3 separate regions of the Sus scrofa genome follow, and all the other regions are linked to region 2. A link is a contact called in public HiChIP or PLAC-seq data. All regions are on one chromosome and are shown on one strand. Each heading gives the region's core, a stretch centred on a gene start, on an enhancer-like site or on the middle of the called end of the contact. The rest is flanking DNA. Distances are from core to core; before and after follow the strand shown. Region 1 overlaps VCL (vinculin). Region 2 overlaps LOC102160869 (atherin-like). Region 3 overlaps CAMK2G (calcium/calmodulin dependent protein kinase II gamma).

Region 1 (3,899 bases), core at 824-3,323, 67 kb before region 2:
CCAGGGGAGTGAGGGGCAAATGGGTACAAGTTAGAGCTATGTTAATAATGTACAATAAATGCAAGTTTAATTATAACATGTTTAACTGACAGCATGGGACTCTTAATATTACCATGCTGATGAAATGGCACATAAACAAAGTGGCTACATACTAGTTAGAGCTGGAAGAAACACCAGAGGCCACCAAGTCCATGAAAGGCAGTTTAAAAAGCTACTGCCGGAGTTCCCGTCGTGGCACAGTGGTTAACGAATCCGACTAGGAACCATGAGGTTGCGGGTTCGATCCCTGCCCTTGCTCAGTGGGTTAACGATCCGGCGTTGCTGTGAGCTGTGGTGTAGGTTGCAGACGCGGCTCGGATCCCGCGTTGCTGTGGCTCTGGCGTAGGCCGGTGGCTACAGCTCCAATTCAACCCCTAGCCTGGGAACCTCCATATGCCGCGGGAGCGGCCCAAGAAATAGCAACAACAACAAAAGACAAAAAGACAAAAAAAAAAAAAAAACAAAACAAACAAAAAAAAGATACTGCCATAAAACAGACTCTACAAAACCAGATGCTTCTGGTACCTTACTTCCTGACACATGAACATTTTGCAGAATTAACAGAAACATACTTCTGTAGAAGCACCCACTCAAGTAAGTTAGAAATAAGAAGACATCATTATGGGTGAAATTTTGCATCTGCTCAATGAAAATAATAGAACAGAAGGAGGATAAAAATAAAGGAACACTTCTCACTTTATTTTAAATCGTGATATATAACATACATACAGAAAATTGCAAAAAACATATGTATAATATAATGAATAATTATAAAACAACCACTCATGTACCTCAACAGTTAAATAAAGAAATAGAACATTACAAAGTTCCCGTCATGGCTCAGTGGTTAATAAACCTGACTAGTGTCCATGAGGATTCAGGTTCGATCCCTGGCCTTGCTCAGTGGGTTAAGGATCTGGCATTGCCGTGAGCTGTGGTATAGGCTACAGACACAGCTCAGATCCCACGTTGCTGTGGCTGTTGTGTAGGCCAGCAGCTATAGCTCTGATTCAACCCCTTGCCTGGGAACCTCCATATGCCAACGATGCAGCCCTAAAAAGACAAAAGACAAAAAAAATAGAAAGAAAGAAACACAACATTAGGAGCTCCTCCATACCTCTCCCTGGATATAGCCCTTTTCCTTCCTTCCAAAAACACCACTATCCAGACTTTTGTGTTCATTTTTTCTTTATTCATTTTATCTTTTTCTTATATATAAGCATCCCTAAACAGCATAGTTTATTATTACATGTTTTGAACTTTAAATAAATGGAAGCTACCTACCTATCTATGGCTCCATCATTCACTTTCTTACTTTCAAGATTCATTAATTCTTTTAATCCATAAAATTAATCATTTTTAAATGAAAAGTTCTCATTCCTTTTTATTACTAATTAATATTCCAATTTATGAGTATACCATGATTGTTTTTATCCCTCCTACTGTAGAAAGACCACTGGTATCATTGCGAACAATGCCAATATCGGTATTTTTGGTTTTGGGTTTTTTTTTTTTAAGTGAGTACATTTTATTTTTTTATTTTTAATTAAATATAGTTGATTTACAATATTGTGTCAATTTCTGCTGTACAGCAAAGTGACCCATCCTTTTTCTTATATTATCTTCCATCACAGTCTATCATAAGAGACTAGATATAGTTCCCTGGGCTATATATAGTAGGACCTTGTTGCTTATTCATTCTAAATGTAATAGGCTGTATCTACTCACCCTAAACTCCCAGTCCATCCCACTCCCACCCCGTCCACTTTGGCAACCACAAGTCTGTTCTCCATGTCTCTGTTTCTGTTCTGTAGATAGGTTTATTTGTGGATATCAGCATTTTTTAATATGGATCCTAGTGTACATGGGCATAAGTTTCTCCAGGGAACATAGAGGGGAGGTGGTGAAATTGCCTATCTTCCGCTTTGCTAATGCCAAACTGTTTCCCAAAGTGCTGTACCAAGCTACATTCCCAACAGCAGTGTATGGCAGTTCCAGTTGCTCCACATCCTCATCAGCAACTGACATTACTGGACTTCTTAATTTAGGAGCTTATAATAGAACAATTTGTACTTCTCTGATGACTAAGGAGATAGAGCACCTGCTCATAGGTTTATTGGCCATTTGGATTTCCTCTCTTCTAAAGTGCCTATTCAAATCCTTTGCCTTTTTTTAAAAAACTGAATAAACTTATTCTATTGACTTGTAGAGGTTCTACTTTTTTTTTTCCTTATGCATCAGCCTTTACTTTTACTTAGGACTTGACTGCCATAAAGAACAAAGTCATTAACCAAAGACAGTGTAATCACAAACATGAGAAGCTTTAATCAAAAGTCAGTATCTCTGCTTGCTTTACATAGGATAGGCCAAAATATCTAGAAATTACTTGTAGGAGTATTAAGTGATATGTAAGTATAACAAATTTAAAATTCTACTGAAATACATTGCCATATATATTTTTAAAGCTTGTATCTCTTGTTATCTCCCATCAAAGGTATTTAGTATACAATCCAGATTTATGCATGCTAAGGTTAGAATGTTTCTGAATTCTTTCCATTCTAAATAACAAAATTTAGAAGTCATAGTCTGACTAAAAATTATGTCAGAAATGCCTAACACCAATGAATAAAATCAACAATAGTAAACCTGAATGTAGAAAGATGAAAAGTGAAATTTTATCTGTAAACAGAGCTTTTTATTTAAAAAAAAAAAAATCGCTCCTACAATCAGTACTTTTCTTTCCTAACAAGAGAATTATTCTGTTTAGCATTAGAAAAATGTTTTAATTACTTACTTAATAAATGCTGGTGGCATATCTCTCTTCAAAATCTGATCCTCAGTGGTTTGAACAGTCTCTTTTCCAACCTACATGGAAAAACAATTCACAATTTAAATATAAATTCTCAGACTTTTAAAACTATTGCTTAAATATATTTGAAATGTAAACATTACATATAATATATCACTGAAGTTTCTAGATTCAACGATAATTTCTGGATGTTTCGAAATTATCAAGACTGCTCCCATAAATGCTTCCATAATACAGTTGGATAACAATATCGACTACAAACATAATACAAGAAACTTCTCAAGAGTAATTTGAAGGAATCATTGAGCAGTGAGAAAACAAAAGAAATCCAACACTGAGAATATATACATGTGTGTTTACAGTTTTTTTCTGTTTATTTGTTTGTTTGTTTTTAAATGGCCACATCTACAGCATACAGAAGTTTCCAGGCTAGGGCTCAAATCACAAGTAGACCTACACCACAGCCACAGCAACACAAGATCCGAGCCATATCTGCGACCTATGCCACAACTTGCAGCAACACCAGTGAAGCCAGGGACTGAATCTGCATCCTCACAGACGCTATGTCAGGTTCTTAACCCACTAAGCCACAACAGAAGAAACTCCTATATTTATGTTTAATGACAAACTGCTGTATCTGTAGATTATATGAAATACCTGAATCCAGTTAGGTAGCTCAAGACGTCTACTCAGAAGTAAACTGATGTTATTGAAACTGAGAAAATTTGTGAAACAATTGTAACTGAAACTAGAAACTACAAATATATGAAAACAATAACTAGCAATCAACATGATGTTCTCCCTAATTGTAGGACAACTTAAAATGAAATAATATATGGAGTTCCTGCTGTGGCACAGTGGGTTAAACCCAGCTTGTCTCTGTGGAGGCATGGATTCGATCCCTGGCCTGGCACAGAGGGTTAAGGATGTGTTGCTGCAGCTGTGGCATGGGTCACAGATGCAGCTCTGATTTGATCCCTGACCCAGGAACTTCCATATGCCACAGGTGTAGCCGAAAATGGGAAAAAAAAAAAGAAAGAAAATGCTAAAT
Region 2 (4,126 bases), core at 705-3,204:
ACCCAGGAACTTCCGCATACCGTGGGCGTGGCCAAAAAAATTAAAAGAAAGGAAAAAGGCTTTAAGAGTTAAGTAAATTACTAAAGGTCACAAAGAATGTATATGAAGAGCTAGGATTTTAACTCAAACCTATCTGCTTCCAAAGAATCACAGTCTCCTTTTTCTATTCTGAAGAGAGAGCAGGCACTCACAGGACTCTGGGGCTGGGATGGAGGGAGTGTGGAGAGCAAGGCTGTGCCAAAACCAAACTTTGCCTTCTCTATAAATTTTTTTTTCATGTCCCTGGTTGCCACAACCACTTGCTGACAGCACCCCCGACCCTCAGTGGTTCAGCTGTACAGTAGTGTTAATGAATCCCTAAATGCTTCCCTGGTTTTGGAGCTACCGTATTTGACTAAGTTAAGAATCAAGCAACTGCTGCTGCCTGGAACACACACACACACACACACATACACACACTCCAGCAAAACTTCCTTATATGGAAAAGTCTTTTCCATCTTCTTTGGGCAAAAAGAATACAATCTCACTTTTAAGAAAAACAAAATGCTTTGACCTGCATCTGAAGGGACGCTTGGAAACACTAAAACATGAGAAATGCCAAAAGGATCAAGTATATCTCTAACTGCTTTTTCAGGTGGATGGTGGGGGAGAGGGGCTTGTGGTGGGGAGGCTTCATCAAGGAGTTAAAAGAAGACTCATGAATCCCTTTTTCTTTCACTCCAGAAGCTGTTCTAGCTAACAATAAACTTTTGATCTCAGTTATACGAAATTTAACACACTTTTTTTTTTAAAACTGGAGTTAAGAAAAAAATACATTTTGAAATTGTTTATTTATGCTGTCAAAGCTGAGAGGGACCTGAGTCTATACTTTTTCAGACATGGTTTAGCATCACTACTCACACCTCGAGTAGAGGTTATATTTGAAAAGGCAGGACCAAGCAGATATTTGCAGGGTGGGCCAGTGAGGTCAGCATGGGTGTTGCCTCCTGTCATTCCAAGAAACTGCCTGGGAACACTTTGGTAGAAAGATAAGAAGAAACTTACATCTCAGCTCTGCCACCAACTTGCTGGGGCACTTGGGCAAATTAATTAACCTCTCTGAGTAGTCCTCATTTTGCTCTTCTCTGAAGAGGGGTTGGACTAAATGACTTCCATTGGCCTTTACAGAATTGACTTTCTATTTTATGGTTTCCAAGATTGAGAAAAGGGCTAAAATATGCTGTCAAACCCATAACTTTCTGATGTTCTCTAGACCCACTGCTCATTTTCTAACTTCCCTCTTGGTACTCTTCTGGAGCTCAGGGCCTTAGTGTTACTTCCAGGTACCTGGAGGGACCTCCCAAAGGACCCATTGATATGTGAAGCACAATAAACTAGCTGTCATCCCCAGTGCTTATCAAATCTTATCTGTCCCTTGTTTCATTCCACCAGAGTCTGCTTTCTACCACCTGGCCCTGAGTGATGATGGATTAAATCAGATAAAATAACCCTTGATTGATATTTGCTAGCATGTAACTCCCCCCCACAAAAACAAAAAATAATCAGAATATACATCTCTCTCCTCACAGGTCCTAATATCTGCATTATTTATTTACATGGAAGGAGAGTGTTGATCGAGGCATCTTCTGTACCCCTCAAATTGCATGAAGGTTGGGCCTGCCTTCTCTGATGAGTGACACTTGGGGAAGCTGTCTTATCTTGGCAGGAATAGTGTAAACTCAAGATGGAGATTTTGTTTTTCTCTGCATTAATCTGCAGCTAATGCCAGTGAATATTATCCTTGTTTAATTACATCCACTAACCAACTGACACCACTTCCCCTGGGAAGAAGCTTATCCGACTCTGACTCATGCTTTACAGCTTGTTGGATTTGAGGAAATGGATAATATACGCCCCGCTGGCTTTGGAATTTTAAACAGAAACCCACATGCCGCCAAGTCTCCGGCTTACTCCCAAATATGGGAGAATGTGTGCCGTGGCCGCAGGAGGCAGGCTCAGTGTGACCAAAGGCAAACCCACGGTGTGTGCTGAGCTCTGGGCCAGGCGGGGCGAGCCAGAGCTAGCATCCACTTAAAGAAAAAGGAAAAGCCTCGGGAAAGGGGAGAGAGGCTACCACCCCTAAGGACTGACCCTTGTCTAGAGTTATCTCCGTGATATCACAGCAGTGAATGTCTTATTAAAAGTAAAATGAATCCCGAGCTTCGGGGACTAAAGAGGTGCATCTCCTGGTTCTGACAGGCTGTCTGTGAGCACTACCCTAAAAGGTTGGCCCCTTAGAGATGGACCTCTTTAGGAGCCTTGTGGCTCACCGGATTAAGAACCCGACTAGTATCCATGAGGATGTGGGTTTGATCCCTGGCTTTGCTCAGTGGATTAATAAGGATCTGGCATTGCTGCAACCTGATGCGGCTGGGATCTGACATTGCTGTGACTGTGGTATAGGCCAGCAACTCTGATTCAGCCCCTAGCCTGTGAACTTCCATATGCCACAGGTGTAGCCTAAGAAGAAAGAAAGAAAAGAAAGAGAGAGAGAGGGAGGGAGGAAGGAAGGAAGGAAGGAAGGGAAAAAAACTTTATAGTTTTCATTTAAAAAATATGTGTTTGGGAGTTTCCTGGTGGCTCAGTGGGTTGGTTTGGCTGTTACTGCTGTGGCCTGGCCTGGAACTTTTGCATGTTGTGGGCACAGCCAAAAAAAAAAAAAAAAAAAAGCGCTTGTTTAAAAAAAGAAATCAAACAGTATAGAAATATAACAATAACAGCTCCCATTTATGGAATGTTTTTTCTGCATGAGACATCATTAACATGCATCGTTTCTTTCAAACGTCATAATATCCCTATGAAGTAGGTTTATTTTCATTTCCATTTACAGATAAGATTAAAGTTCATATAGGTGAGGTAACTTGCTCACAGTCACATAGCTAGTACAAGCCAAGGCTGAGGCTAAAACCTAAGTGTTTGTTCTCTGAAGGCCATGTGCTTAAGTATTACCTATGCTGCTTTAAAAAGTACAAAGGGGAAAGAGAGCTCAACCCCACACCAGGACTCAAAGGTAGCCCTCCTTTTGTCTTTCCAGGCTTTTCTTTACAAACATGTGCATGGCGTTCATCTTAACTTGATTGTAGTATAATAAAGTCTGGGGTTGGTTAGGATTCTAGGAAGAGGGAGAATGAGTCACCCACTGTAATTGATCCAGATTTCTCTTACCCTTAAAAAGCTCTAGCCCCAGGAACATTGGCCAAGTCCCAAGCTCTCTGCTGGTGTCTGAAAGGCTCAGATGTCTTACTGGGAGTGTCATGCCAAGCACACAGTAGGCATTCAATTAACTCTCTCCAGTTGTTCTCTAAGGGGCAGATTCTTCTGGGATCCTTGGTCTCTGCTCTAGTGTAGGTATTTAAGAGCTGTGGTTTCCTTCCCTCTCCAGCTGGTGCTGGCACTGGTGTTGGAGCCAAATAAAGAACCAGCTACCCCAGTGAGCCTAGAAGTGGAGATGGTTCATCACTCTGGACAGCAAAATGATTGCTACCACTGTTGTCCTGGGACTGCCACTTAAAGCCCTTGCTGAATCTGTAATCCCGATCCTTCTTATGGCCATTAATATAGAAAGAAGCTTCAGGGCAGGGATAGTCACAGGGGAGGCTGAATGTGTGATATTCGACTAGGGGGAGCAGAGTGGGACCTGGATTTGGTGGCACTTCTGGAGCTCATAGTCGCTCCTGTCATCTGGTCCAGCCGGGCCTCAGGGTGCTGGAGAATCCACCCTAGCCAATAAAGGGACTGACTTCAGAGGGCAGGGACATTTCCCTGTTTCGTCACAAATTGTAAATGTATGGCTCTGTTCATTTTCAAAAGGCAAATACCACTATGTATCCAAAACCTAGATGAAGAAACAGCACGTTGCTAGCACCCCAGAAGCCCCCTTTTGACCCATTCCAGTCACTAATCGCTCGAGGGCAATCTCTACTCATAGTTTAAAGGCATAGATTTTTTCTGTTTTTGAACTTGACATAAATGTAATTAGAAATATGTACTTCCTATTTTTTGAATTTTTTTTCAGGGCCAAACATGTGGCATATGGAAGTTCCCAGGCTAGGGGTTGAATCAGAACCGTAGTTGCCGGCCTATGCCA
Region 3 (4,331 bases), core at 769-3,268, 100 kb after region 2:
TTACAACCTGATCTTGGTCTCTCCTGCCTGCAGCTTCTCAGGCAGATGTGGCAGCTCTGGCTGCTCGCAGGGTGGGGGAGCACAGCTTCCTCACAGATTTCTCAACCCTGAGAGGCCAATGTTTGCTGATCAACTTCAGATGCTTCAGCCTCGGGAAAAATTCTCAAGTGGGAGATGAATTCCAGTGCCAGCAGGGGAGGACCAGGCTCTGGGGCGGGAAGAGGCGGTGATAGTGCAGGGAGCCTGGCGGGGAGGAGGGAGAGCCGGGGCGGGTGACTGTACCAGTGGGCTTGGCCTGGCTCTGCTGGGACAGTTCGCACTTTTGCCATTTTTGGCCAGAAGGCTCTCCCTGCTAGCTTGGCTCTGTTCTAATTATACATTTCTGTGGAGACTCGCCTCTTCAGCTCAGTCTTAAAGTCTCTTTGCCCTGTTCCTGGGCCATGTCCTATAGAGAGGCCCAAACCTCAGCCTTTAGGAGCCCAGCAAGACCTCTTGGCTCTTGTGGAAGCCCTAGCATCAGATTTTAGAGAGAAGGAGTAATAAGTCCAGGTCACCAGCCCAGCACCCACTCCACACACTTGGTAGAACCGGCTCTGTTCCTCAGGCCGAGGCTCCTCAGTCTCAGCACTACTTACACTTGGGGCCAGATAAATTTTTGTTGTGAGTGTCCCACCTGTGCATTGTAGGTTTAGAAGCATCCCTGGCCTCTACCTGCTTGATACCGGTTGCACCCTTCCTCTCAGTAGTGATAACCAGCAGTGTCTCCAGGCATTACCCGAATTGCCCTGGGGGCCAGAATTGTCCCCTAGTTCTCACTAGTATTCTAGACTGCCAGCACACCCCTCCAGGAGTTTGCCTGCAAGTGTGACAGGATGGTTTGGAAGGTGGACAGCCTGATTGAAGAATCAGCAGCTAGGGAGTTCCCGTTGTGGCTCAGTGGAAATGAATCTGACTAGCATCCATGAGGATGCAGGTTCGCTCCCTGGCCTCGCTCAGTGGGTTAAGGATCTGGCATTGCCGTGAGCTGTGGTGTAGGTTGCAGATGCAGCCCGGATCCTGCGTGGCTGTGGCTTTGGCATAGGCCGGCAGCTACAGCTCCAATTTGACCCCTAGCCTGGAAACTTCCATATGCTGTGGGCGTAGCCCTAAAAAGACCAAAAAAAAAAAAAAAAGGAAGAATCAGCAGCTAAATGTGACTTTAGGTTAATTTATCCTTTTGTTTGCAAAATTGTTATCAGAAATGTTCCTCAGGTGCCTGTTGGAACCCCCTTAAGTACATTGACTATTGATAGGACCTGTGTCCTCATTTTATCTCCCCTGCTGGATGGTAAGCTTTAGGCCAGACACTGGGTCATTTTTATAGCTGATGTCCCCAGCACAAAGCCTATAGGTACCTGATAAATGCTTAAATAAATGATTTTTATACCCACCCCCAAAACAATTAGGCTTAGTTGGACTGTCCTTCCTAAGGTGCTACCACAGGCCTCTTCTCTAAGAACAGAGAAGGTCAAAGAGAAAGAAGGAAGGGGTTGGATGGTCTCTTTCTCAGTAGCCTGAGGTGTCCCCCAGTTTCTTGGAAACAAATGATATGTTGGGCCTTTACATTCTAAGGAGGCATGCTGAACCCTCTTCTAGGCTATCCACTGCTATTATCTAGTAGGAGACCCTGGACAAACCACTTAATCAGCTTGGGCCTTGGTTTCTTCTTCTGTAAAATAGTTTGAACAGATGGTATCCAAAGTCCAAGGTTCTAGTTTCTCATTCAGTGATTCTCTGTGAATCTGTGACCTAGAGTTCAGTGCTTTGGTCCACAGCATGTGGTCAAGGATGGTTTCACCTTGCACTGTCCTTTCCTCTTCTTTTCCAGCCACTGTATACATCAGATTCTGGAGAGTGTTAACCACATCCACCAGCATGACATCGTCCACCGGGACCTGAAGGTACGACCCAGGTTCCCTTTTGCCTCTTGCTTGTGAAGCCTTGGCGCCACCTGGTGCCAGGCGGTAGTATTGCCGGGGCCCAAATTAGGCTCCCTATGGGCTGCGGCGTGGGTGCCTCACAGGGTTCTCTCTCTTCCTTATACAGCCTGAGAACCTGCTGCTGGCGAGTAAATGCAAGGGTGCCGCCGTCAAGCTAGCTGATTTTGGCCTAGCCATCGAAGTACAGGGAGAGCAACAGGCTTGGTTTGGTAAGAGTGACCCTGTCTTCCTGGAATGCGGCCCCCGCCCTTCCTCCTCTTCCTGATCTGCCTTCCTCTTTGAGAACTAGAAGCCAGACCCTTAATGGTCCTGGCCTCCCCAGAGACTGGAGGAGGGGAGGGTGCAGAGCCCCCCCTGGCCCTACGTGACTCAGTACAGTGAATCTAGCTGCTGTCAGCACTGCGTTCTTGCTGCCTCTGGGGAGGATGGGAGTTGCTGGTAGACACACGGAGACTTGCCCTCTGATTTAGATTCTGGGCACTGCAAGAAGCCCGGCCTGTCATCTCCTGCTACCCACAGACCGAGAGCTTATGTAGCAAAAGCAGCAGAAGTGAGAAAGGACTTGGGGGAAATCACTGACGTGGATTTAATGAGAGAGAAAGTGGGTTCAGTGTGCCTCCGCTCTCTCTTCCGCTACAGGTTTTGCTGGCACCCCAGGTTACTTGTCCCCTGAGGTCTTGAGGAAAGATCCCTATGGAAAACCTGTGGATATCTGGGCCTGCGGTAAGCCCATTCCACATGCTCAGCTTTTTGGTGTTAAGAGCCCTCGTCTTCCAGCGATGGCAAGAAAGAGGCATTGCTCTTCCTTGCGGGTCCCAGGAGTGTCTGGTGGATGTGAAACTACGGTGTTTGCTCTAGTGCCCCGGGATACCCTCCTTCCCAAGTGCTTCCTAGATGGTGTTGCATTCTTCTTGAAGAGGGATTTGCCCGTGCCTGAGAGGGTGGGTTGTGCCTAAAGAAATCCCTAATGTGGCTTTGTGACATGGGGAATGAAGTACATAGCAGGGGGTGCTGGTGGCCCAGCATTATTGACTGGCATCCACTTCTCCCTCTGGTATGGCCCTTGACTTTCTGGGTGGCTCTGAGCCCTGTGTGGCTTTTTTTAGTTCCTCAGCAAAGCTGGTGATCGACCGCAGTGACCTGTGTTCTGTCTTATAGGGGTCATCCTGTATATCCTCCTGGTGGGCTACCCTCCCTTTTGGGATGAGGATCAGCATAAGCTGTATCAACAGATCAAGGCTGGAGCCTATGACGTAAGGACCAGTTTGTTCCCGCTCCTCTGACTCTGTCCATAGGGTACAGGGAGTGTCAGGGGACTTTGAGGACCCAGGGATGGGCATATAGGTCTCCTTTGTGGTTTTCTTTTGGTTTTTGTTTTTGTTTTTTGCCGCCCTGCGGCATATGGAGTTCCTGGGCCAGGGATCGGATCGAGCTGCAGTTGTGACCTACCCCACAGCTGCAGCAGCATTGGATCCCTAACCCACTCTGCTGGGCCAGGGATTGAATCTGCATCCCAGGGCTCCAGATATGCGTCCCAGGGCTCCAGATATGCTGCCGATCCCATTGCACCACAGTGGGAACTCCTAGGTCTCCCTTCTTGCCACCACCTGTCCCAGGGAGCAACTTTTTTGCACAGCCACTTTTGGTAGCTGTAAAATCACGACATCCACTGAATCCCTTTGGTCTGTTATTTGCAGAGAACAGTGTGGCCCTATGGTGTGGTGCATGACTAGGGACCAGAAGTCTGGCAGCTCCACTGTCGTGGAGCTTTGAGCAGAGCGTTGAGCCACTGTGTATTTTCCTCCTAGTAGAGAGATGGGGTTGAACTGGAAGGTATTGGAGTCTGGCGTTCTAATCATGATTGTTGTGTTTTCTTTTCCCGGTCTTTAAGTTGACCCAGGTCCTTGAGTACCCCGGGGCTCGTCCCACTCCCTGCCAGGCAGCTTTAGGTAGCAGCGAGTATCCCAGTTACGGAGGATGTGAGTCTCACAGCTTTCACATCCCTCTTTCCCCTCTTCCTGCTTCTTAGTTCCCATCACCAGAGTGGGACACGGTGACTCCTGAAGCCAAGAACTTGATCAACCAGATGCTGACTATAAACCCCGCAAAGCGTATCACAGCTGACCAGGCTCTCAAACACCCATGGGTCTGCGTAAGTGTCTTCCTTCGAGATCAAGGAGATCAGGGATGTGCCCTCTTTACCCTCCTTCTTATCAGCAGAAAATAATCATTTTGGGCCCTGAGCTAAGACCCACCAGAGACAGAGGGGGACTGAGTAGGGCCCAGAGGCAACAAATGTCACCAGGAAGGAGTCAGGGAGGCGACTGGGGCTAACTGGCCTCTACCTCGCTC

Evidence for each region. HiChIP or PLAC-seq counts read pairs in DNA pulled down with a chosen protein or histone mark.
Region 1: a contact with region 2 is called in an H3K27ac HiChIP or PLAC-seq map of skeletal muscle. The contact joins two enhancer-like sites. A contact is called at or near these places in 1 of 47 Hi-C or Micro-C datasets (fibroblasts) and 2 of 2 datasets of contacts at active chromatin or transcription factors (alveolar macrophages and skeletal muscle).
Region 3: an H3K27ac HiChIP or PLAC-seq map of skeletal muscle shows a contact between it and region 2. The contact joins two enhancer-like sites. A contact is called at or near these places in 3 of 47 Hi-C or Micro-C datasets (fibroblasts, skeletal muscle and subcutaneous adipose tissue) and 1 of 2 datasets of contacts at active chromatin or transcription factors (skeletal muscle).

The regions. Positions count from the first base shown.
Region 1 is chr14:76,737,110-76,741,008 of Sscrofa11.1, reverse strand. It overlaps VCL (vinculin), which reads right to left. Exons shown (of 21, transcript NM_213934.1): 2 at 2,834-2,904. Among named protein-coding and RNA genes, the nearest start is that of VCL, 39 kb to the right of the region's middle. Within about 2 kb of position 2,073, at least 1 of the 83 cell types and tissues checked has an H3K27ac peak or open chromatin away from gene starts, as enhancers often do. A contact at or near this core is called in skeletal muscle, where this site is marked.
Region 2 is chr14:76,669,454-76,673,579 of Sscrofa11.1, reverse strand. All of the region lies in intron 1 of LOC102160869 (atherin-like), which reads left to right. Among named protein-coding and RNA genes, the nearest start is that of VCL, 29 kb to the left of the region's middle. Within about 2 kb of position 1,954, at least 51 of the 83 cell types and tissues checked have an H3K27ac peak or open chromatin away from gene starts, as enhancers often do. A contact at or near this core is called in skeletal muscle and subcutaneous adipose tissue, where this site is marked.
Region 3 is chr14:76,566,253-76,570,583 of Sscrofa11.1, reverse strand. It overlaps CAMK2G (calcium/calmodulin dependent protein kinase II gamma), which reads left to right. Exons shown (of 21, transcript NM_214193.1): 6 at 1,868-1,940; 7 at 2,086-2,188; 8 at 2,619-2,702; 9 at 3,138-3,232; 10 at 4,009-4,131. Among named protein-coding and RNA genes, the nearest start is that of CAMK2G, 24 kb to the left of the region's middle. Within about 2 kb of position 2,018, at least 24 of the 83 cell types and tissues checked have an H3K27ac peak or open chromatin away from gene starts, as enhancers often do. A contact at or near this core is called in skeletal muscle and subcutaneous adipose tissue, where this site is marked.